Regions from separate parts of the Danio rerio genome. Here regions 1 and 3 are each linked to region 2. Evidence: chromatin contacts called from public Hi-C and Micro-C data. All regions are on one chromosome and are shown on one strand. The core of a region is the stretch at or near the end of the contact, and the rest is flanking DNA. Distances in the headings are between cores, read along the strand shown. Region 1 overlaps marchf8 (membrane-associated ring finger (C3HC4) 8). Region 2 overlaps zfand4 (zinc finger, AN1-type domain 4). Region 3 holds the start of LOC567924 (novel protein similar to vertebrate neurofilament, medium polypeptide (NEFM)).

Region 1 (2,700 bases), core at 187-2,686, 300 kb after region 2:
AGAGACTTTAGTAAATCGGGCCTTGTAAAAGGGATTGTTCACACCAAGAAATATACTCACTCTCAGGCCAAACAAAATGTAAGTCACTTTATTCTTTCAAACAGTTGAGAAGATTTGTTTTGGGCTGAAAATGCGGTAGCAGCTACTGTCACTTTAAGAAATGTACAGACAACACTTTATTAAACAATATATGAAGAGTTCAGATGCAAAAACCTCTGAAATTTCAGAGTGCCATCTGAAATTTCTACCAAAAATAAACATTATTCTTAGCCTCCATTGTTTATGTTGAGCTATTTCACTTTAAAGACCAGGAAAAAACTTATTCTTTGTCACAAAAGTGATATTAAAGAACACAGGAGCTGGATAAAAATACTTGTTTTAGAGGAACATTTTGAAGAGGGTTTTTAATCTAAACTCTTTATATTTTTTTACTCATTAAGTTGTTAAGTTTCATAAGACCTTAAAGTAGGGATGTCACGATACTGGAATGTTAAAAATGTCCATTTCCCGATAACATTTGAGCGGTGTGTAGCACATTCTTAAACATAGCTGATTTGTCATGGTGTTCACGTGCTCAACAGAAACGACTGTGATTTGCCGTGAAGATCATCGGTTCACCAAACTCACAGCTGTTTACTGAGAATAACCACAGATACAGGGACACCGGAGCGTTTCAAAGTCACGTTGATCAGCTAGTTTGTCTATAAGCTGACATACGAGTGATTGGCTGATGAATCGTGGCTTTTAAATGCTCCAGTGTCCCTGTTTCTTTGGTTACACGCACTAAACAGAGTGAGTTCGGTGAACTGAGGACTTTCACAGCCAATCACAGTTATTTCTGTTGATGGACGTTTTTAAAATTTCAGTATCAGTTGGTTTCGAATTCCAGTATCCTGCAACCCTATCTTATAGGAATGGTTCACCCAAAAAATTAAAAATAAATAAATAATTCCACCAAAACCTATTTGACTTTCCCTTTTTTGTTAAACACAAAAGAAGATATTTTGAAAAATGCTGGTTGCTCGGATTCATTGAATTTCATAGTTTTTTTGTCCTACTATGGAAGTCGAGGAGCAACCAGCATTCTTCAAAATATATCCATTTATTTTTAACAGAAGAAAGAAAAACATAAAGGTTGATGTATAAATGATGTAATTTTCATTTTAGGGTGAACTTTTTAATAATGCCTTCATTTTGGTTGGCATGTTTTTTATGATTTATGAGCATTTTATGATTCATACAAGAGAGTTAAAGCAAAAAAAAACCTAAATAAATCTTTATAAATGTTCTACTGAAGGGGAAAAAAGTCACATCTGAGACCTGAGAGTGTGTAAATGTTCATTTCTAGGTGTACTTTCCCTTTAAAAGTCTGTGTGTTTGTGAATGTAAAGAATTCAAATTCCTCCCTGAGGGAAATGAACTGCAGTGTAGCATCATGCAACTGTTGCAATGAATCAGTCATGATTTCTGTGTGTGTGTGCGCAAGTGTATGTGTGAATGAGATTTACCTTCAGTTCAATTTTAGCTTAATGTTTTCTGTTTTATTTTGGCATTCCTACATTTACTTGTGCAGTTGATTTTAAACCATAACTTAAAAATAAAGGTTTTAGCAATGATGAAATGTTGACTTTGAGTTAGTTAACAAGATGACAACCAGGTTCTGCTCAAGTTTTTAAACCAATCCAATCTCCAATGGGTGTTTTGTATTTATTAAATATATTGTTTGACATCTCGATGGCTTTAAATGTTGGAAAACAGCCATTTTAGTTTTGGCCTTCGTTCTAACATATTCCTCTTTTCAGTGACCATGATTGACATTCCTGCTGTTGCGATGATCATTTAAGCAGACTGTGCTACTTACAAACGCTATTGTGAATGAATATTTCTTTGTTTAAAAGGTACAGGATGCTTCTGCCACCTAGAGCTACTGCACAGACAATGCACATTAATCTTTTTTAACCTTTTCTGACTGGCTTTGTGCCGTTTGACCATAAAAAAGATGCTCTACTATGTTTTTTAATGTATGCGCCACATTTAATGAGACACTGAGAACATCCGAATGAGCCATTTTATTGGAAAATACGTGGAATGAAACTATTTTATGGTTCGCCAGCCATCATATAAATCCTTACTAGATCAATTTAAATGCCCCTAGCCTAGTGAAATGACTGTTTTTGGCAGTTATTAAGATTTAGCGCATGTATATTTACCCCTTTTTTTTTTTTTTTTTTTTTTTGATAGTGTATTTGTAAAACAACAGGAGCTGGCTCCTTTAACAGATACTCGTTTTCCAGAATTTTCTTAATTTGAAGCATAGCACTGCATCATATTTGGATGGATGTGTTTTAAAGTGCAGTAATAGTCTTGTTTGTTTCATGGCTTGTCGTCAAACTGCAGTGCTTTACTACTGAATTGGCTTGAACATGGAGAACATGACTGTTTCTTGCATCTCCCTCTTATTTCTTGTAACTTTCCTCTTGTAGTAAATAGTTTCTCTAAGCATTTTTGAGGATTTAAAAAAAAAATAAACAACCAAATAAAGGAAATGTAGATTTTTTTTGTCACCAGCCTTGTGTTGTATATGAGATGTTCTTGTTATTTTTAATTGACTGTAATAACGGGTGATTAAAGATCTGAAAGCTGCCTGGTTATGTGGAAAGAGATAATTCCCATAGGAAAAAATTGCATTAAACTCTGAGT
Region 2 (2,700 bases), core at 94-2,593:
TAATACAATGTAAATTCTTTTTTTTTTTTTTTTATAAGGTTACAGGCAAATAACCTAAAAAAAATTTTTTTTTCACCTCGTAAAATCTGACAAGTGTCTTCTTTAAAATAAGACCAAGCTTAAGTCTGCAATTAAAGTGTTGAAAATCATTTGCAGACATTTATTGAGCATCTCATTTTCACGTCTATGTTTATAAAATTGGGACTAACAGTTAAGGGCTTTAATTATTAACTGGGAAATGGTAGGAATTTCCATATGGGACAACACTAAATTCATACTCTACATAGTTGAGTCTATAAGTGCAGGGTTTATGGTGTGTCATTTGGGATGCATCTCATGTCATGTTGGAATAGGCGCTGTTTTGTAGCATATGGTGGACCAACAGCATTCGAGGAAAGTTGTCATGCGTTTTGGCTTATCTGTTTATATCAGGGGTGCTCAAACTCGGTCCTGGAGGGCTGGTGTCCTGCATAGTATAGCTCTAACTTCCTTCAACACACCTGCCTGGAAGTTTCTAGTGTACCTCAAAAGAGCTTGATTAACAGGCTCAGGTGTGTTTAATTGGGGTTGGAACTAAAATATGCAGGACACCAGCCCTCTAGGACCAAGTTTGGGTACCCCTGGTTTTTATCAAGCTAAAGCTACTCAAACAAGAAGACATCTAGGATAGGATTTGATTTTGTCCATAAGTCATCGATTGAATTGTTGTATTATGCGGTTTGCTATTGGTCGATCCCATGTGAGTGACAGTTGATCCCCCCTCAGACCCCTAAACATGATCAGAGATAAGAAGAGATGTTGTGCTTGAAGCTTATGAGGTGCTTAAATTCCAAAATGTACATCATTTGTAAAATAAAACACTGCAATTATGTTTATAAAAAATAAAAATTTAATTTTATGCCAACTTTAAGATTGTTTAAGATTACACAAATGGAGATTGTATAGTTTGACGGGCATGACTAGGCAAGTCATTTTCCAAATCTGGAAACAGTGGGCATGTTGGTCACACACACATACACTAACCGCTCTGACCACTTCAGGCTGTCTTCACACTCCTCGCTCGTCCTGTCTTGAAAACTACTCCTCAAGGGAATGGACACCAGTTTTGTGTTGCATGGGTGCGTTCTGGTGTCTTATTGCACTTTACACCTGATAAAGGCACGTCGATTGGCTTAATCACAGGCACTAAAAAATTTAGATGGTAACTAAGCTGAGTTTTATGTAATGTACAAGCATTTTGGCAGACTGAAGTTTGAACAACTATATTAACAAAGGAAAATGTTGTAAAGTTTTGAACATTATATATCCTGACCACTGGGATATTTGCTAGATTTAGAGCTGACATGGTTGTTGGTTTATTTGATGTACACAGGGGGGCAGATCTGAGTCGTGTTTGATCTGCTGGTGGCCTTTTTCTATGAGTATTTACTAAAATGATTGAACAGTTTCACTGCATTCATGGTTAAATGTTTCTAGAAGATCAGTGGTAAAGTATTGTTTGTGTTAGTAAGTATTTCTGATAATAGGGAGTAATATCATCAAAAAAGACTTAAAGAGCTAGGCCTACTTTAACTTGGTTAAAGTTTAATAAATATTCCTTTAAGACTCCTTATGCCTAAGAAACATTTGTTAGGTACAATTATAGATAGATCACAGGTTAAATATCATTGTTCTAACTTGTAGGCTGCAGATAAATAGACGACACACTTTTTTCCCCTTGTAATTAGCAAGGATGCATTAAATTGTGACAGCAAAAATGTTTTATTTTTATTTCTTCTTCTACTACTATTACTACTACTACTACTACTACTACTCTTACTACTACTACTACTACTACTACTCTTACTACTACTACTACTACTACTACTACTACTACTACTACTACTACTACTCTTACTACTACTACTACTACTACTACTCTTACTACTACTACTACTACTACAACTACTACTACTACTACTACTAATAATAATAATAATAATAATAATCGTATTAATTGTAACAAAATTAAATCAGATAATCCTGCAAAAAAGCTGTTTCCACAAAGTATTTAATAATAATATAAAAATATATTAAATAAAATAATAATAATAATAATAATTATTATTATTATAAATGTTTCTTGATCAGTAAATCATCATATTAGAATAATTTCTAAAATATCATGTGACACTGAAGTAGGGCTGCACAATATTGGAAAAATCTGACACTGCAATATTTTGTTTTGCTGCGATTTATATATTGTGATATGAATAAAATGTATGATAAGACATTCATATGAACATTTTGATGTTTTAAATAGCTCTATTTGGGAAATTTTTATTCATTTAGGTCAACTGGGATTATAAAGTCTTTTTCTATGCGGTGCATCTGCAAAAAGTACGCCTTAAAAATAACAAGCAAAAATAAATAAATAAACAGTGCTTTATGATTTTCTGAAGAGTCTAACAGTATTCAAGGTTAGAAATTGACAATCAATGTAAAATAACAGTCATATTATACAAATAGTTACATTTCCGGGTTTTTCAGTAGTGGAAGGCTTCACAGCTAGGTAAACTCAGATTGCAGTGAATGGGAGAGTACACCAAATATTTTTTTTACAATCTTATTTGTTTAAATAATAAAAGAAAAACTACTGGATGTTGTTGTTCAGAAAAAGGAAAAATAAATGTGGGAGACTGATAACCAAGGGAGTGAATA
Region 3 (2,700 bases), core at 178-2,677, 350 kb after region 2:
TTATGTTATATATAGTTTATAGGTATAATTTATACTTCTAGATATTTATTGGGGGCCCCTAGATTTTCTGAGGCCCTAAGTGGCAGATTACCTTGCTTATTGGTTAAAACCTCCCCTGTTTATAGTCACCGAGTTTACAAGCTATTGCCATAATTTGCAAAAGTCCTCAACTTGCTATACCTTGATTTAAACAGTCAAATAAAGTCCTCTTATTTCAACATTTCGCTCATTTCTTAAAACATTCTGTGAGACTTACCTGATAGTGATGGATTTCAGCATTGTGCCTTTGCTCGAGGTCATACAGCTGCCTCTCCAGTCCTTCTCTCACCCCTTTCATGGAGTCGAGCTCAATGTTCTTGGACTGGAGCTGTCTCCTGTGTTCATTAATCTCCGCTTTAGTGGCCATGAGCGCTTCCCTGTTGACCTCAGCAGCTTTGGTCAGTCTGGCGAACTGTGCTCGAAAGCGCTCCTCAGCATATCGGGTGTCAGAGCCAGAGTGACCTTCAAGTTGCATCCTGATGCCTCTCAGAGCTGCAGTGACATCGCTTCTGCTAAAATCACTTATTTCTGCAGTCACATGACCCTCTTCGATTTGTGCCATCATTTCAGCTACCTCACTTTCATGGTTTTTCTTCAGGAACCCGATCTCTTCCTGTAGAGCTCTGGCTTTTCTGTCCATCTCTTGTTTGGCAAGGTAGGCATCATTAATGCATTTCTTCAGAACTGAAATGCCATCCTCAGCATCAACACGACCACGAGTCTCCCTCTCGTACTTTTCTCTCAATGTGTTGAACTCGTCCTCCAGGTTCTGGCGGTTGATCTCAATCTGGTGCTTTTGAAGGCCCATCTCGTGAACTTGCTCCCTCAGACTGCTGAGTTCAGACTCATACTCTTTGGACAGAGAGGTTGATGATTTGGCTCTGAGTCTAATGGCTTCAATCTCTTTCTCCAGCGCTCTGTTTTGGTTCTCTAGGTGGTGAACCTTCTCGATGAACCCCGCGAAGCGATCGTTGAGCCCCTGCAGTAATTCTTTCTCACTGATTTTCCTCAGATTCATCGCACCTGCATATTTGCTTGAGTAATCGAAGCTGTCGGCCGGTTTCGCGGCGAATTCGCTAAGGGTTTCATTACCTCTGAGCGGAACTGGAGACCCGAAGCTGAAGGCAGACCTTGAGAGGAGTTGTGATGAAGGACGCGGTGTTTGGTACCGGTGCTCATCCCGTGTCCGGCCAGGTGAATGAAGAAGACGCTCCATTGTGAGGCTGGTGCGTTTTCTTTCGTAGCCTTCAGTGAAAATGCCTCCCTTTTATATACTGCGATAGATGCTAGGTTTGCGGAACAGAGCTGTCCATACTGGTTAAATGCACAGAATCAGCTGTTCAGCTCAGCATCCTGCGCATTCACTCACTCACTCACTCTCCGCCGCTGATCCCAGGGGAGCTGCTGACGTGACGTCACACCAACTCATCTCCTCCGCAGATTGAAAATATTCTACATTTTCATGTTTAATGTATTTCTAGACCATCTCAAAGTTTTTATCGTATTTGTCACTAAAAGACAGGCTACATGTTTTTTTTATATAGCTTACAATTTTGTATTATATGGACTAATTGCTATCAAAATTAAAAATAAGAATACTTCTAATTATAGCAATTATATAGGGAAAAATGACAAAATTAACATATATGCATGTATATGTTTATAGAGAGAGAGAGAGAGAGAGAGAGAGAGAGAGAGAGAGAGAGAGAGAGAGAGAGAGAGAGAGAGAGAGAGAGAGACTGCAAAATGTACACTACTACACTGCAGTTAGGACATGATTTATACCATGGGAAACAAAAATGTACCTTTGGTTTTTAAAACCTGCATATACGATATTGTACCTTCATCAAACCTACAAATCTGATCTATAAAAGTACCAACACAGTGTTGATACTTTGTACGTTAACAGTGTCAAATGTGCTGCTTTAAGAACTATTTAAAGGCATTTTGCTATATCCAAAATGTGTAAATTTAATTTATGTGTCAATTTATTTCCAGCAAATATAAATACAAAACATAAAATACATTTTTAAACAATGTTTTATAAAAACATTTTTGTGTAAATGTACCTTTTAATTTTAAATTAAAAGAATAACAATTACTTTAACATAAATCTAAGATCTATTTTTTTTTGCTAAACATATCACAACACAGAAATGTTACAGAAAACATTCTCCCATGTACAACATTTTTTTTCTACAATTTTCACACAATACCTTTGTAATCACTTAAAAGTTCATTTAATTTACTTTATTTAAAAATAGAAATATAATTATGCAAAAGTATTGTAATGAGATATGCACAATGTTTGATTAGTTTCACAATACTAAAGTGTCTGCATAAACACTTTGGATGTGCTGAACATGAGCTCACGTGTGTAGTGGAAAGCAAATGCCAAAAGGTGCAGATAACAATAATGAAAATGTATTTATCAGAAAATGCCTACCAAATGTTAATTAAAAATGCCTTAAATGTTTAATTTACAATACCTATAGTTTTCTTTTACCAGTTGTTTCATATTATAGAGCTTAATAATTAATGTTTATGAGTTTCTTTAAACATAAGCTTTTATGATTACATATTTTAATATGGAAATTATTCATAACATCACTTTGCCTTTCCAGTAATATTTATTTTCATAGATATAGGAGTTGTCCAACT

Evidence for each region. Hi-C and Micro-C count contacts between places; a contact is called where the count stands out from the background.
Region 1: a contact with region 2 is called in a Micro-C map of caudal fin, with 8 times the contacts expected there. The contact joins two enhancer-like sites. A contact is called at or near these places in 2 of 18 Hi-C or Micro-C datasets (caudal fin and skeletal muscle) and 1 of 4 datasets of contacts at active chromatin or transcription factors (caudal fin).
Region 3: a contact with region 2 is called in a Hi-C map of an unstated tissue, with 3 times the contacts expected there. The contact joins the promoter of LOC567924 here to the enhancer-like site in region 2. A contact is called at or near these places in 1 of 18 Hi-C or Micro-C datasets (an unstated tissue) and 1 of 4 datasets of contacts at active chromatin or transcription factors (embryo).

What each region holds. Positions count from the first base shown.
Region 1 is chr13:19,738,352-19,741,051 of GRCz12tu, reverse strand. marchf8 (membrane-associated ring finger (C3HC4) 8) reads left to right here. Exons shown (of 7, transcript NM_001161435.2): 7 at 1-2,700. It also overlaps a transcript of vdac2 not described here. Among named protein-coding and RNA genes, the nearest start is that of vdac2, 25 kb to the right of the region's middle. Within about 2 kb of position 1,436, at least 4 of the 62 cell types and tissues checked have an H3K27ac peak or open chromatin away from gene starts, as enhancers often do. A contact at or near this core is called in caudal fin and skeletal muscle, where this site is marked.
Region 2 is chr13:20,041,499-20,044,198 of GRCz12tu, reverse strand. The region is part of intron 2 of zfand4 (zinc finger, AN1-type domain 4); the gene reads left to right. Among named protein-coding and RNA genes, the nearest start is that of zfand4, 13 kb to the left of the region's middle. Within about 2 kb of position 1,343, at least 6 of the 62 cell types and tissues checked have an H3K27ac peak or open chromatin away from gene starts, as enhancers often do. A contact at or near this core is called in caudal fin and skeletal muscle, where this site is marked.
Region 3 is chr13:19,686,689-19,689,388 of GRCz12tu, reverse strand. It overlaps LOC567924 (novel protein similar to vertebrate neurofilament, medium polypeptide (NEFM)), which reads right to left and starts at 1,427. Exons shown (of 3, transcript XM_691238.9): 1 at 257-1,427. The coding sequence starts at 1,255.